Regions from separate parts of the Sus scrofa genome. Here region 2 is linked to region 1. The links are chromatin contacts, called in public HiChIP or PLAC-seq maps. All regions are on one chromosome and are shown on one strand. Each heading gives the region's core, a stretch centred on a gene start, on an enhancer-like site or on the middle of the called end of the contact. The rest is flanking DNA. Distances are from core to core; before and after follow the strand shown. Region 1 holds the start of CHD3 (chromodomain-helicase-DNA-binding protein 3). Region 2 overlaps GUCY2D (retinal guanylyl cyclase 1).

Region 1 (5,941 bases), core at 1,338-3,837:
TTCCTGCTCCCTTCCCCCATCTGCACGAGCGCTATTATTTTAAACGTCTAACAATGTAAGGAGCCTGGAGAGGGGGAAGGGATAAAATTGGTCTTGGGTAAGAATGTAAAACAAAATGGTGAGAATCAAAGCAGTCGGAATGAAAAAAAAAAAAAACAATAGAAACCTCTAACACGGATAAATTCATCTCCTAGAGAAGGACGAGGGAGGGCAGCCTGAATACATTTGCCTCAGAGGAGGGTTATTTTGCCCACGCTTCTGTAGACAGAAATAATGGGCAGACCGAAAATATTTTCCTGAAGTTTTACCTCAGAAAGTCATCTGAGGGGGTGTATCCGGGTCCCCCGTTTGACTTGGAGGGCTGAGAGGGACATAAAATTGCCCTGGGAGAGAGAGGAGGTGGGTTTCCATTTCCAACGCACAATTTTAAAAACATTCGACGTTGTTTAGAAAGCGGAGGGGAAGGGGGAGGGAGTACTGACACAAAGACCCATCTCGACCTCAGATCCCTTCATGCTCCCCCTCTCCCACACCCAAATCCAGGGTCAAAGCCCCCCAGACGCCACGTTCCAGGTTCGGAATACACACAGGTGAGAATAGCCAGCCCCTTAACTTCACCTGACACCCTTTCTCTTTTTAGCACCTCTGCCGTGCTCCAGGCAACCCCTTGCCCTCAATTCTTTATCCCTTTTCCCCCCTGCAAAATCAGTGGGCTCTCTGGGCAACTTTTTAAAAACTTTTCCCTTTTTCAGACAAGCCTAGGGGCCAGAGTGGGGGTAGGAGTGGACTTATCTGTTTCCATCAGACAGGCATCCCCCTCCTCGCCACCAAGAAAGCACCCCCCGCTCCCTCAAAGGCCGTCTCAACTAGACAGGAACATTTGCCACATGAGCCACCCAGATCAATATGACAGTTTTACCAAGAACCTGATGTCAGATGTTTTGAAGTTTGGTGCATTTGCGCTGCATGGCACCCAGAGGCCTGGGGGTGTGAACACCCGAAAGATGCTCACCTAGTCTATCCTAAAAAAGACTAGCAACACTCCACCGGGAAGGTAGCCAGAATGGGGCCCCTGGACGCGAGGCAGCCGTCAGGCCCTCCAGCGCGGGCGGAACTGCCCAGACAGTGCGGGCGACTTGTCAACCCCGGGGAGGGATGCCGAGTGACGGTCAAGCTGCAGAACAGCTGGGTGGGCAGTTCACGCCCCCCGACGTGGTCAGGGTGTGGGTGGTTTCAGCGGGAGAGTGAGTGACAGTGAATGGCAGCCACGTGAGAGTCACAGCTGGGCAGCTCGGCCACCCCAGACTGACGGGGTCATGGGGGGGGGCGGCGCACTTGACACAAAAGAGCCCAGAGGAGAGAGAAAGGGGGTGGGGTTGGGGGCATCTGTTCTCCCAGACACTCCCCTCTTGCTCCCCAATCCTCAGTGACTGCTCTCCCTAGTACGAGCCGAACCGGGAAGAGGGGGCAGGAGCCAGTCTCATTCCAGGAAGTGGTCTGCGTGGAGTGTGGCCACCACCTGCCCCTAGTCGTCAGCCGCCCGCAAACATTCACACGACCCCTCCCCCACGTGCCACCGCACGCCCCAGAGTTGGCGGGCACCGAAGTCCCCGCAGGTGTGGGGGGGGGTCCGAGGGACACCCGCCCCCTCCCCAGCCGCTCCCCCGGCCTTCCCAACTCCTGACGAAGGGTGGGGTGGGGGTTAGGGCCGCGGTCCGCTCCTCGCGCGGAAACCCCACTTCACCTCGGTCCAACCCCACCGGGGCCGGAGCCCCAGGGGCGCCCGCGCGGCCGCCCCTCCCCCACGCGCCCCTCCCCCACGCCGCCGTCCGGCCGCCAGGGTCTCCGCGGTCCCTCGCTCGGCCAGGGAGGGGGCCCTGGCTTCGCCTTGGACGTTTCCTGCCTACCCCCTCCCCGCCGAGGATAAAAAAAAAAAAAATCTCCTCCTCCTCCTCCCCCGAAAGCCGCGACCGAGTGGCCCGGTCCGCGCGCGCAGCTCGCGCCCGGCGCTCTTCAGCCCGGGCGGCGGTGGCGGCGGCGGCGGCGGCGGCGGCGGCGGCGGCGGCGGAGGGGTGCGGCGGGGGAGGGGAGGAGGCCTGGCCCGGCGGCCGCCACCGCCGCCCGCCTGGACCGCTCGGACCGCCGGGACCGGCGCCGGGCGACGGGCCCGAGACGGCGCTCCGCGCCCCGGATTCGCCTCGGCTCGGCCGCGCGGTGGGTGCCTCGCCCCCGCCCGGCTTCGGGCGCCCGCGGCTCCCGCTTGGGTTTGGGGGGAGTCGGCGGCCGCTTACCTGGCGGCGGGGGCGGCGGCGGCGGCGGCGGGGGCGGCGGCGGCGGTGGCGGGAAGAGGTGGCAGCCGGGGGGGCTGTGGCGGTCGCGGCCCCGATCGTGGCCCGGCCCGCGCCCGAGTACTCCCTCGTCGTCGTCCTCCTCGTAGTCCTCGTCGGCCGCCTCCACCTCCTCCTCCTCCTCGTCGCCCTCTTCTTCCTCCTCTTCTTCCTCCTCCGACACCACCATCTCCTCCTCCTCCTCCTCCTCGTCCCTCAGAGGGGAAGCCATCCTGTGGCTCTGGCCCCCCACCACCCCCCCACCCACCGCCCGCCCGCCTCCCCCACCGCTACCACCACCACCTCCTCCTCCTCCTCCTCCTCCTCCTCCTCCTCCTCGGCGGCGGCGTCCTCCTCCTCCTCCTCCTCACCGCCTCCCCCAGCCCCCAAAACCCCGGGCCACCCCCTCCGAACCCCCCTCGGGGCCGCCGTCTGACGAGGGGGGCCAAACCACCCCCAAAAATTTTCTTGGAAAAAATTGAGGACTTTTTTTTTTCTTTCTCTCCTTCCTCCCGAGAGAACAAGAGAGGGGGATTAAAATATATATATATATATATATAAAAGTTTTCGACTTCTCTCTACCCCCCTCTCCGTTGCTTTAAATATATTTAAATTCTGAGGGGGGCGCTCAGAAATATTTCTCAGAGCTGAGGCACTAAGATGGCCGCCTGGAAATTATTTTTAAAACAACCCCCCCTCCAGCACCGCCACCCCCTCCATGAAGAAAGGGAGAGGGGGGAAAAATCCCCTTTTAAAACAAAATGGCTGGCTTAATATTTCATTTTTCACCCCCCCATTCTCCTCCCTGTTACACCCCCATCTCCAAGCCTCTACCCAGAAACCCACAAATTTCTCCCTTTTTTTCATAACTGATTAGTGCACAGATTAATAGAGATATTTTCCTTGTGTACTGAGTATGTGAGTGTGTGCGTTGGGGGGGCATGAAGGATTTCTGCATAAAACAAAAATGGCTGCTGTGACTAACTCCCCCCTTATAAAAAAATATTTGAGGGGGGGCATTAATCAGTACTCATGCTCAGTCTGACATCAGCATAAATTGTTAAAGGTTAACTAGTTAGATACTAGTCCAACTAGATTTAAATTTTTTTCTTTTCTTTACTAGTCTCTTCCTCCCCACCTCCCTTCTCTTAAAGAAAAGCTTTTTTTTTTTTTTCTGAATACTTCAGAAGGGAGTGGTTTGATGTGAAGGTTTTTTTTTTCCCCTTCAGGCATTGAAAAGAAAAAAGATGAAATATATGTTTATATATAACTCTGTTTCTACATACCTCATTGAAGTCAAAACGCATTTAATTGTATACGTATCTTTTAAGTGAGAAGCGGTACTGGATTTTTTTTCCTTTCTTTAAAAAAGTGATAGAAATCCTAGTGACTTTTGGGGGAGAGATATGAATAGATACGATGATTGAGTTTTTTTTCAAAGGAGTCCATGTTTGATTCTCCCCTTTGCCCAGCCTTTTCAGCGATTTAAAATTGTTGTAAATTTTATCCTCTTTTCTCCTTTACTTTTCCCTTCCTTCCCCCAATTACTTGAATATAAAATTTATCTGACTTGGGAAATTAATTTAGGGGTAAATGGAACAGCTTTTTAGATTACAGGGGAAAGAGTTAAGTCTGAGGATTGTGAAATTTTCTCTTTTCTCCCGTTTCAGTATATTTTCCTTCCTCCATGATCTCCAACACTGATAAAGTGGAAGAAACTGAGGTACCATGAAAGAGAAAAGTAACGTGGACTGAGAAAAAGAAAGAGGTAGGGGGTTACACGCGCATTGTCATCTGACTTTCTGCTCCATGCTTTCCCACTGCACCCCAGTGTTGATCTTAAAAGTGATACCAGGAATCAGATGGAAGGCTGCAAAGGAGCCCAAAAGTAGCTTTCTCATCGAGCGATTTGGTCAGAGAAGTCATAAAATAAAACTTGCCAGTTGAGTAATGCTAGCAAAGGATGGAGGGCAAGTAGCTCCGTGGGACCCTGTTTCATTCTTATCCTTTTCTTCCTCCAGTTTCCAGCCATTCTTTTGATCTCATTTTGCCCTTTCCCTTGCTTCCCATCCCTTGCCTGTGGAATCATTTCTCTCCTGGGTTATTCCCACCTTTTAGGTTTGGCTGCCAGCCGGCCAGCAGTCCCTGCAGGGTTTGGGGGTACCTTCACAAGGAGCGGTAGGTAGGCAGCAACCAGAAAGGAATAGTGGCAGGGCACATTTTTGCTTACAAGGCTTACAGTATTCTTTATTGATGTGCCAACCCCCGCCCCCCATAATACACCTTATTGAGCATTGATTTCCATCTTTTTCTTAACCTGGACTTTGGAATTCTTTTTGCCTCTGCTCCCGTATCATTCCTGTCTTGAGTGTAACTCCAGTTCCTCTTCCATTCGATTTTGTTATGTCCTCTTTCTCAGCCCCTCTGTACTAGTTCATCTGGGTGGCCCCCTCTTTCTGTATATGGGCTTCTGTGAATGTGTGTGTTTTTTCATCGAGGCTGTCTTTCTCTCTCCTGGACTCAGGCTCTGTCACCTCTAAGTGACTTTCCATCTCTGTCTTCTTTCTGTTTACTTCTGTCTTCCGGGCTCCAACTGTGTGTGCCTCCCCCTCTTTCTGGCCCCCCTGTGTGTGTCTGGGAAGCATGTCCCCATGTGTATGTGGCAGCCCTGCGCATCCTGGTGCACCACAGGCTCTCTGCCTGTGTGCCCTTTGCCTGTGCTGAGCGCCTCCGCCTGCCTGCCACATGTGCCCCGAGCTTCAGGTGTGGGTGGCTGAGGGTGGCTGTGTGCATCCCTGTACAAACATTCATCATTCTCCCCGGGTGTGCTTTGCACATGGATCTGTTAATCTGCCTGATTTTCCCTCTTGTCCATCTCCCTCTCTGCCTGCCGGCATCTCCTGTTCCCTTTTCTCTCCCTACTGACCTCTTGATTTTTCTTCTTCTCTGCTTGTTTCCGCCTGCCTCTCTACCTGCTTGCTCCTGTTATGGTGTCTGCCTGCCTGCCTGTCTGCTCCTCCCTGACTGGCTGGCAGCCTCTTTCTCTCTCTGGTTGTCTGTCTGCTTCTCTGGCTGTTTGCCCACCACTCTCTCTCTAGCCATCTGTCTCCCCGCCTGCCTGTCTCTATCACTTTTTTAGTCTCCGACTCTTGGTTTGTCTACCTTCCAGGCCCTGCCATAGTTCCCTGTCTTGGTTTGCCTCTTATCTTGCCCTTCGACTTGTTCTTCCTCTTCTTTATGCCTGTGTCCTTGCCATCCTTTACGTCTGTCTTCTTGCCTGTCTGCCCGCTGTTGAAGGCTCATTTCTTTCCAGTGTGTCTGCCTCTCAGCTTTTTCTCCCTTGGCTCCCCCTATTCCAGCATCCCTTCCGTGGTGATGATGGTCTCACTACCCCAGAGTGTCAGTGGTCCGCTTGCCCTAAAGTCTTAGCTGCCGTCTTGCCCTCTCCTCTACCCTGCCTTCCTCTCACTGCTTGCCTCGGTTTCCATTCTTTTTCTTTGTATCTTTTTGGTTCCTCACACAGTCAGCCTGCCTCAGTCTTTTTGCCATTGTCCCAGTCTCTCCTTGTTTTCCCGTTTTGTTGCTGTCTGTCTGCCTGGCTGGCTCTTGCTGTC
Region 2 (6,065 bases), core at 3,148-5,647, 84 kb before region 1:
AAAACACTGTCTTATGTTCAACATGTCTTTTCTCTTTTTGACTCTTTTTCATCAGTAGTACTAAGTTTCTCAAATATTTGGAACAGCAGTTAAGACTTAACCACATGGTTTGCTGGTTTCCTTTCTCACCATTGTTTCTTGTTTATCATGTTTTACCATGTATTGTGTTCTCCACTCTGATTCGTGTTTATGCAGCAGGGTTGTAAATTCACACACACACACTCAGATGTGCATATGATGGAAATGCTTTATGTCTATGATGGATCTTCCTTCCTTTCTCATGCCAGCAGCAGGGGAAAAAACGTTAACCTCATACTTAACGGAATCTCTGTCTCCTTCAGATTAGATGCTCTCTTTGAAGTAAATATAGAATCATTTCCAGGTCCATCTTCTTGACAGGGCTGTCCTTCCCGTTCTCATTGCTTTTCCCCAAGTGGCACCTGGGCATGGCGGGAGAGGGGCTATCGCTGTGCTGTCCTCAGCGGGTTTCTGACCCAGACTGGGTTAATCTGGCCTCTGGGCAGGCGTATGCTGGGGGCGACAGGTCCCCCCTGGCCTCGGGCATGTCGTGACATTTCTGCTTCTGACCCTCCATGCCTGCCCATCAGCGACTTCTCTCTTCCACCAAGGCCTCAGCTGGTGACTCTCTGTTGGCTGTTCCCACTTAGGCTTGGGTGGAAGTGGGCAGGGATAGAGGCTCCCTGGGTGTTTGCACAAATCATCTTTTGCTTCCTCTGTGGGCCCCTCTCTGTTCCGAAGTTCCGCCTCAGCACAGCGGTCCATTGGACACCACGTGAGTGGAAAGGAGGCAAAGGGCACAGTGCCCTGCAGGGGCTGGGCTGCCACCGGTGCGCCAAGGATAAGGTAAGGGGCCGCAGGGCTGAAGCAACAGAGACCACTGGGCATCTGGGGCTCCTCTGCCCACCGCTCTCTCCCCCCAGCCTCTCCTCTCTGGCCTCCACAGTGGACCCCACATCCCTCAAATGTTCACTTCTTTTTTTTTTTTTTTTTTTTTTGTCTTTTTGCTATTTCTTTGGGCCGCTCCCGCGGCATATGGAGGTTCCCAGGCCAGGGGTCCAATCGGAGCTGTAGCTACCGGCCTACGCCAGAGCCACAGCAACGCAGGATCCGAGCAGCGTCTGCAACCTACACCACAGCTCACGGCAACGCCGGATCATTAACCCACTGAGCAAGGGCAGGGACTGAACCCGTGACCTCATGGTTCCTAGTCGGATTCGTTAACCACTGCGCCACGACGGGAACTCCAAATGTTCACTTCTGTTGAGTGTATTCTCTTGGGTTTTTTTTTTTTTTTTTCCTGAAACATATCAAGGTTTTCTTGTATTTTTCTCTTTGATCATTTCCATGAGATGTGGAGAGGAGGGAGGAGTGGATGTCCTTGAAACCAGAAGCCAATGAAATTATCTTTGGATATTTAAAATTCTACCACATTATGGTTTTCTGATACTCTTCTCATGTCTTCCTCTTATTTTTCCTTTTTGTCTTTTAGGGCCGTACCCACGGCATATGGAAGTTCCCAGGCTAGGGGTCTAATCAGAGCTAAAGCCGCTGGCCTACACCACAGCCACAGCAACGTGGGATCTGAGCTGCTTCTGCAATCTATACCATAGCTCACAGCAATGCCAGATCCTCAACCCATTGAGCAGGGCCAGGGATCGAACACACATCCTCATGTATCCTAGTCAGGTTTGTTACCACTGAGCCACGATGGGAGCTCCTTATTTTCCCTTTTTTGATAGTTACAAAATATGATTCCTAATGGTCTAGAACATTCTAAATTCACTGCATGATTCCAGGACAGATTTCATTCAGGATTGTAGTTCTGAACTACAAAGTATTATGGGAAAGGGCTGTGATCAGGATTATAAATAGTAGCAATTATATATTTTTTGAATTATGAAAGATGTTCTAAATTAACCTAGATATATACAGACTATTGGGACACGTGGTGGACTGGAATTAAGGCGTATTATCCAGAAGCTGAAAATCGTGTTTTCCACTAGGGGGAGCTGTAGACTATGTCTGAAGCTTTTTGTTTTGAGAGAAATGTTTCTTTGTGTCTTTTATGTGCCACTTTTAAGTATGATTCTCCTGGGCCCGCCCTGAGGCCAAACAGTCTAAGGCAGAAAACCTGAAGTCTTGGGGCTTACTTCAGGTGCAGCTGGATTTAGGTGTAAACAACCCAGGCCTCAGGCTTTGCTCGTCCACCTCCGTGGCTGGCTTTGCTGTCCGAAAGGCTCTCCTTTCCCAGTGGCAAGGTGGCTACAGCGCTTGCGGCATAATTCCTCCCAGGCATAATTTCAACAAAGACCTCACTTACCTAATGGCTTCAATGAACACAGCAACGCAGGGTCTCAGCGGTATCTGCAACCTGCACCACAGCTCACGGCAACGCCGGATCCTTAACCCACTGAGCAAGGCCAGGGACCTAACCCGCAACCTCATGGTTCCTAATCAGGCTCCTTTCCTCTGTGCCATGATGCGAACTCCCCGTACTGTTTCAAATTAACAACCTGTGTGGGCTTGGACAAATTTATCAGTTTCCATTATTTTGGCAGGAGGGCAGCATTCCATGCCTTCTGATTTATGATCCTAGCTAAGGAAGTCTTACCCAATCAGATATAACATCCATCCCCAAAATGCAACCAGGTAAATGGGACAAAACCACTTCACTAAAGAATGTTCAGACATTACAATTTCTATCCAAACTTTTATCTTAATCAACTGTTACATTCCCAAATCCTCCCAATCTAACCGTTGCCCCATCGGGACTCACCACCAGGTTTTGGAACCACCATGTGTGGCTCTTCTCTTATGTCCTGACAATCTTACCCACTCACATAGCCTTGAGTCCCCAGCCAGTGTTTCAGAACATTTGAAGTAAGGTTTCTCCTTGTCATCCTTGCCTTCTAAATTTTTAAATTCCTCCAAATTATGCTTAGAGTCCCTCCATGTTTCTGGACCAGCAGGGGCTGCCACTGGTCCACTCAAATTCCAAAACAATTAAGACCTTTGTTTTTCCATCTACAGATGAACGGATAAAGAAGATGTGGTGTATATGCACAGTGGAATACTACTCAGCCATAAAAAAGAATGCAAATTTTGCCATGTGCAGCAACGTGGATGGACTTGGAAGGCATTATGCTAAGTGGAGTACGTCAGAGAAGTGTATGATATCACTTACATGTGACATCTGAAAAATACAACAAACTAGTGAATAGAACCAAAAACAAGCAGACTCACAGATACAGGGAACAAAATAAAGGTTACCTGTGGGGAAGGGGTATGGGGAGGGGTAAGAGAGGGGTAGGGGGTTCCAAGGCACAAATTACTATGTATAAAATAAGCTACAAAGACATATTATACAACATAGAGGATATAGTCAATATTTTATTTTATTTTGTCTTTTTAGGGCCTTGCCTGCAGCATATGGAGGTTCCCAGGCTAGGGGTCGAATGGGAGCTATAGCTGCCAGCTTACACCGCAGCCACAGCAAGGCAGGATCTGAGCCATATCTGCGACCTACACCACAGCCCATGGTGTAATGCCAGATCCTTAACCCACTGAGGGAGGCCAGGGATTGAACCTTCATCCTTATGGTTACTAGTCAGATTCATTTCCGCTGAGCCATGATGGGACCTCCCAATATTTTATAATAACTATAAATGGAATATAACCTTGAAAAATTATAGATCACTCACTATATTGTATACTTGTAACTTACATAGTATGTGTATCAACTCTACTTCAATTTAAAAAAAAAGACCTCTGTTTTGACCTCTCCAATACCCACTTTATTCATCCCATTTTTAAATTACCATTTAAACATTTCCACCTTGCTGGGGTGAGTTCTTAACCTCTCCTCTTTACCTTTCCCCAATCTCCTACAAAGCAGCCCAATTTTCTTTTCTATCTGTTGTTTCATCATAGTTTTTGCCAGTGGTAGTGGCATGAGGCTAGCAGCTCTAACTCAGGCTGGCTGGAATTCAAGTCTGGCCCAGTAAGGTGCACCTGCCACCCTGCCTCGCTTTCATTTTAGCTATTATGGAAAACAACAGCCAAGAGAATGTTTCTTGTTACACTGTATTTCCTCATGCATGAGCCAGCTGCTCAGGAATTAAATCCATTATGTCAAAATTCTATTGGTAACTGTTTTGTGTGTTTTGCTTTGGTTTTTGGCCACACCCTCGGCAGCATGTGGAAGTTCCTGGGCCAGGGATCAAACTTGAACCGCAGCTGCAACCTATGCCAGATCCTTAACCCACTGTGTCACACTGGGAACTCCCTCTAGGTAACTTTTGCCTGGAGTAACTGATCAGCTTCAGCTGCTGTTCCATATCATGAGTGACTGGTAGTCATCCAGAGATCAAAAGTTCATCAGCCCCCTTCCTTCCTCTTTCCAAACCACATGTTTCAGTGAGTCAGGGTCATTCTAGAGAATCCCACTTGTGAGGCCAACTGCGAAAGGTTAGGCCACTTTTCCCTGCAGTCCCTACAAAGGACTGTCCTCCATATTGACGCTAATTGCAAGTTTGGGGATTCGCCAAACCACCCTCAGTTTCTACCATCCACTAGAAGGACCCACAGAACACTCTGAAAGCAGCTGTACTCATGGCTGCAGATTATCACAGAGAAAGGCTACAGATTAAAATCAGCCAAGGGAAGAGATGCACAGGACAGAGACCAGAGGATCCGGTGTGGAGATGCCATTGTTCTCCCCCTGTGGAGTCACGTCAGTGCCAGCTCCTTCCAGCTATGATATGTGACAGTACACACAGACTACTGCCAACCAGAGAAGATTACCCAAGCCTTGGTACCCAGAGTTTTTACTGGAACTCAATCACATATTGCCCACATGGCTGACCTTTCGTCTTCAGCTCTCCTGGAGATCAGGCTCATATCTTTATTGCCTTTTTTGGGGGGGGCATACTCTCAGCATACGCAAGTTCCAAGCCTAGGGGTAGAATTTGAACTGCAGCTCATGGCCTATGCCACAGCCACAGCCACACCAGATCTGAGCCACATCTGTGGCCTACACCACAGCTCATGGCAACACAGGATCCTTAACCCACTGAGCAGGTCAGGAATCGAACCTGCATCCTCATGGATACTAGTCGGATTCGTTTCTGCTGTGCCCCAACAAGAACTCCCAGGCTGTTATCTTTAGTTTCCAGTCCCTCTAGAAGCAGAACGGATACCATTATCTCCACCAAAAGACACTATCGTAAATCACACTGTTAGACTGTGCCTTCACTACGCAAGTAGGCAAATTTTCTCAAATAGAATAACAAAAGGTATGAACCATAGAACGACTACTAACATGTAAATTCTCGAAATAAAAACCGTGCTCTTCAAAAGTATCTTAAGAAAATGAAAAGACAAGTCAGAGACAGGGAGAAAATATTTTGAATATATAGAGTATTTGACAAAAGACTTGTGTTCAGAATATGTAAAGAACCTCACAACTCAGTAAGGAGACAAATGACCCCAATAAATAATGGGCAAAAAATGTGAAGAGACCCTTCACAAAAGAAGAAACGAGTGGTTAACGGGCACATGGAAAAAATGTTTAACGTCTTTAGCTATTGCGGTGATGCACGTAAAAACCTGCCCTGAGGTACCACTACCCGCATTAGCACGGCTACGATGCAAAAAGTCAAAAGAAGTTGTTGAAGAGGATGTGGAGCAACTGGACTCACAATTCACTGCTGGGAAGAAAGTAAAGTGCTCCAACCACTACCCTAAATCCAGTCCTTACACTCCTAGGTATTAGGTATATGCATTATTTGATAAATACAGAATTAATTTTTAAAATCTAGGTGGAGAAGCTTATTTACCTTGGGCAGGATTCCAGAGACAACAGCCTAAAGGTTTGGGAGAGAGAGGAGTAGTGGAAGGCTGAGTGGGGAGCAAGGAGCAAGCAGCAGGAGGTGGACAAGATAGGAGACAGGAAGGTGACATTTGCACTGAGCACGTAGTGACGGTGGCAGGGAGGGGAGCAGTGAATCCTGATCAGGGTCGTGGAGAGGCTTTACGGTGGCTGC

Evidence for each region. HiChIP or PLAC-seq counts read pairs in DNA pulled down with a chosen protein or histone mark.
Region 2: a contact with region 1 is called in an H3K27ac HiChIP or PLAC-seq map of alveolar macrophages. The contact joins the enhancer-like site here to the promoter of CHD3 in region 1. A contact is called at or near these places in 5 of 47 Hi-C or Micro-C datasets (adipose tissue, blood, epiblast stem cells and 2 more) and 2 of 2 datasets of contacts at active chromatin or transcription factors (alveolar macrophages and skeletal muscle).

What each region holds. Positions count from the first base shown.
Region 1 is chr12:53,132,413-53,138,353 of Sscrofa11.1, reverse strand. CHD3 (chromodomain-helicase-DNA-binding protein 3) reads right to left here and starts at 2,587. Exons shown (of 40, transcript XM_021067837.1): 1 at 2,292-2,587. The coding sequence starts at 2,559. It overlaps LOC102158553 (a long non-coding RNA gene), which reads left to right and starts at 2,108. Exons shown (of 3, transcript XR_002337366.1): 1 at 2,108-2,214; 2 at 3,998-4,095.
Region 2 is chr12:53,218,308-53,224,372 of Sscrofa11.1, reverse strand. All of the region lies in intron 1 of GUCY2D (retinal guanylyl cyclase 1), which reads right to left. Among named protein-coding and RNA genes, the nearest start is that of GUCY2D, 21 kb to the right of the region's middle. Within about 2 kb of position 4,397, at least 1 of the 83 cell types and tissues checked has an H3K27ac peak or open chromatin away from gene starts, as enhancers often do. A contact at or near this core is called in alveolar macrophages, where this site is marked.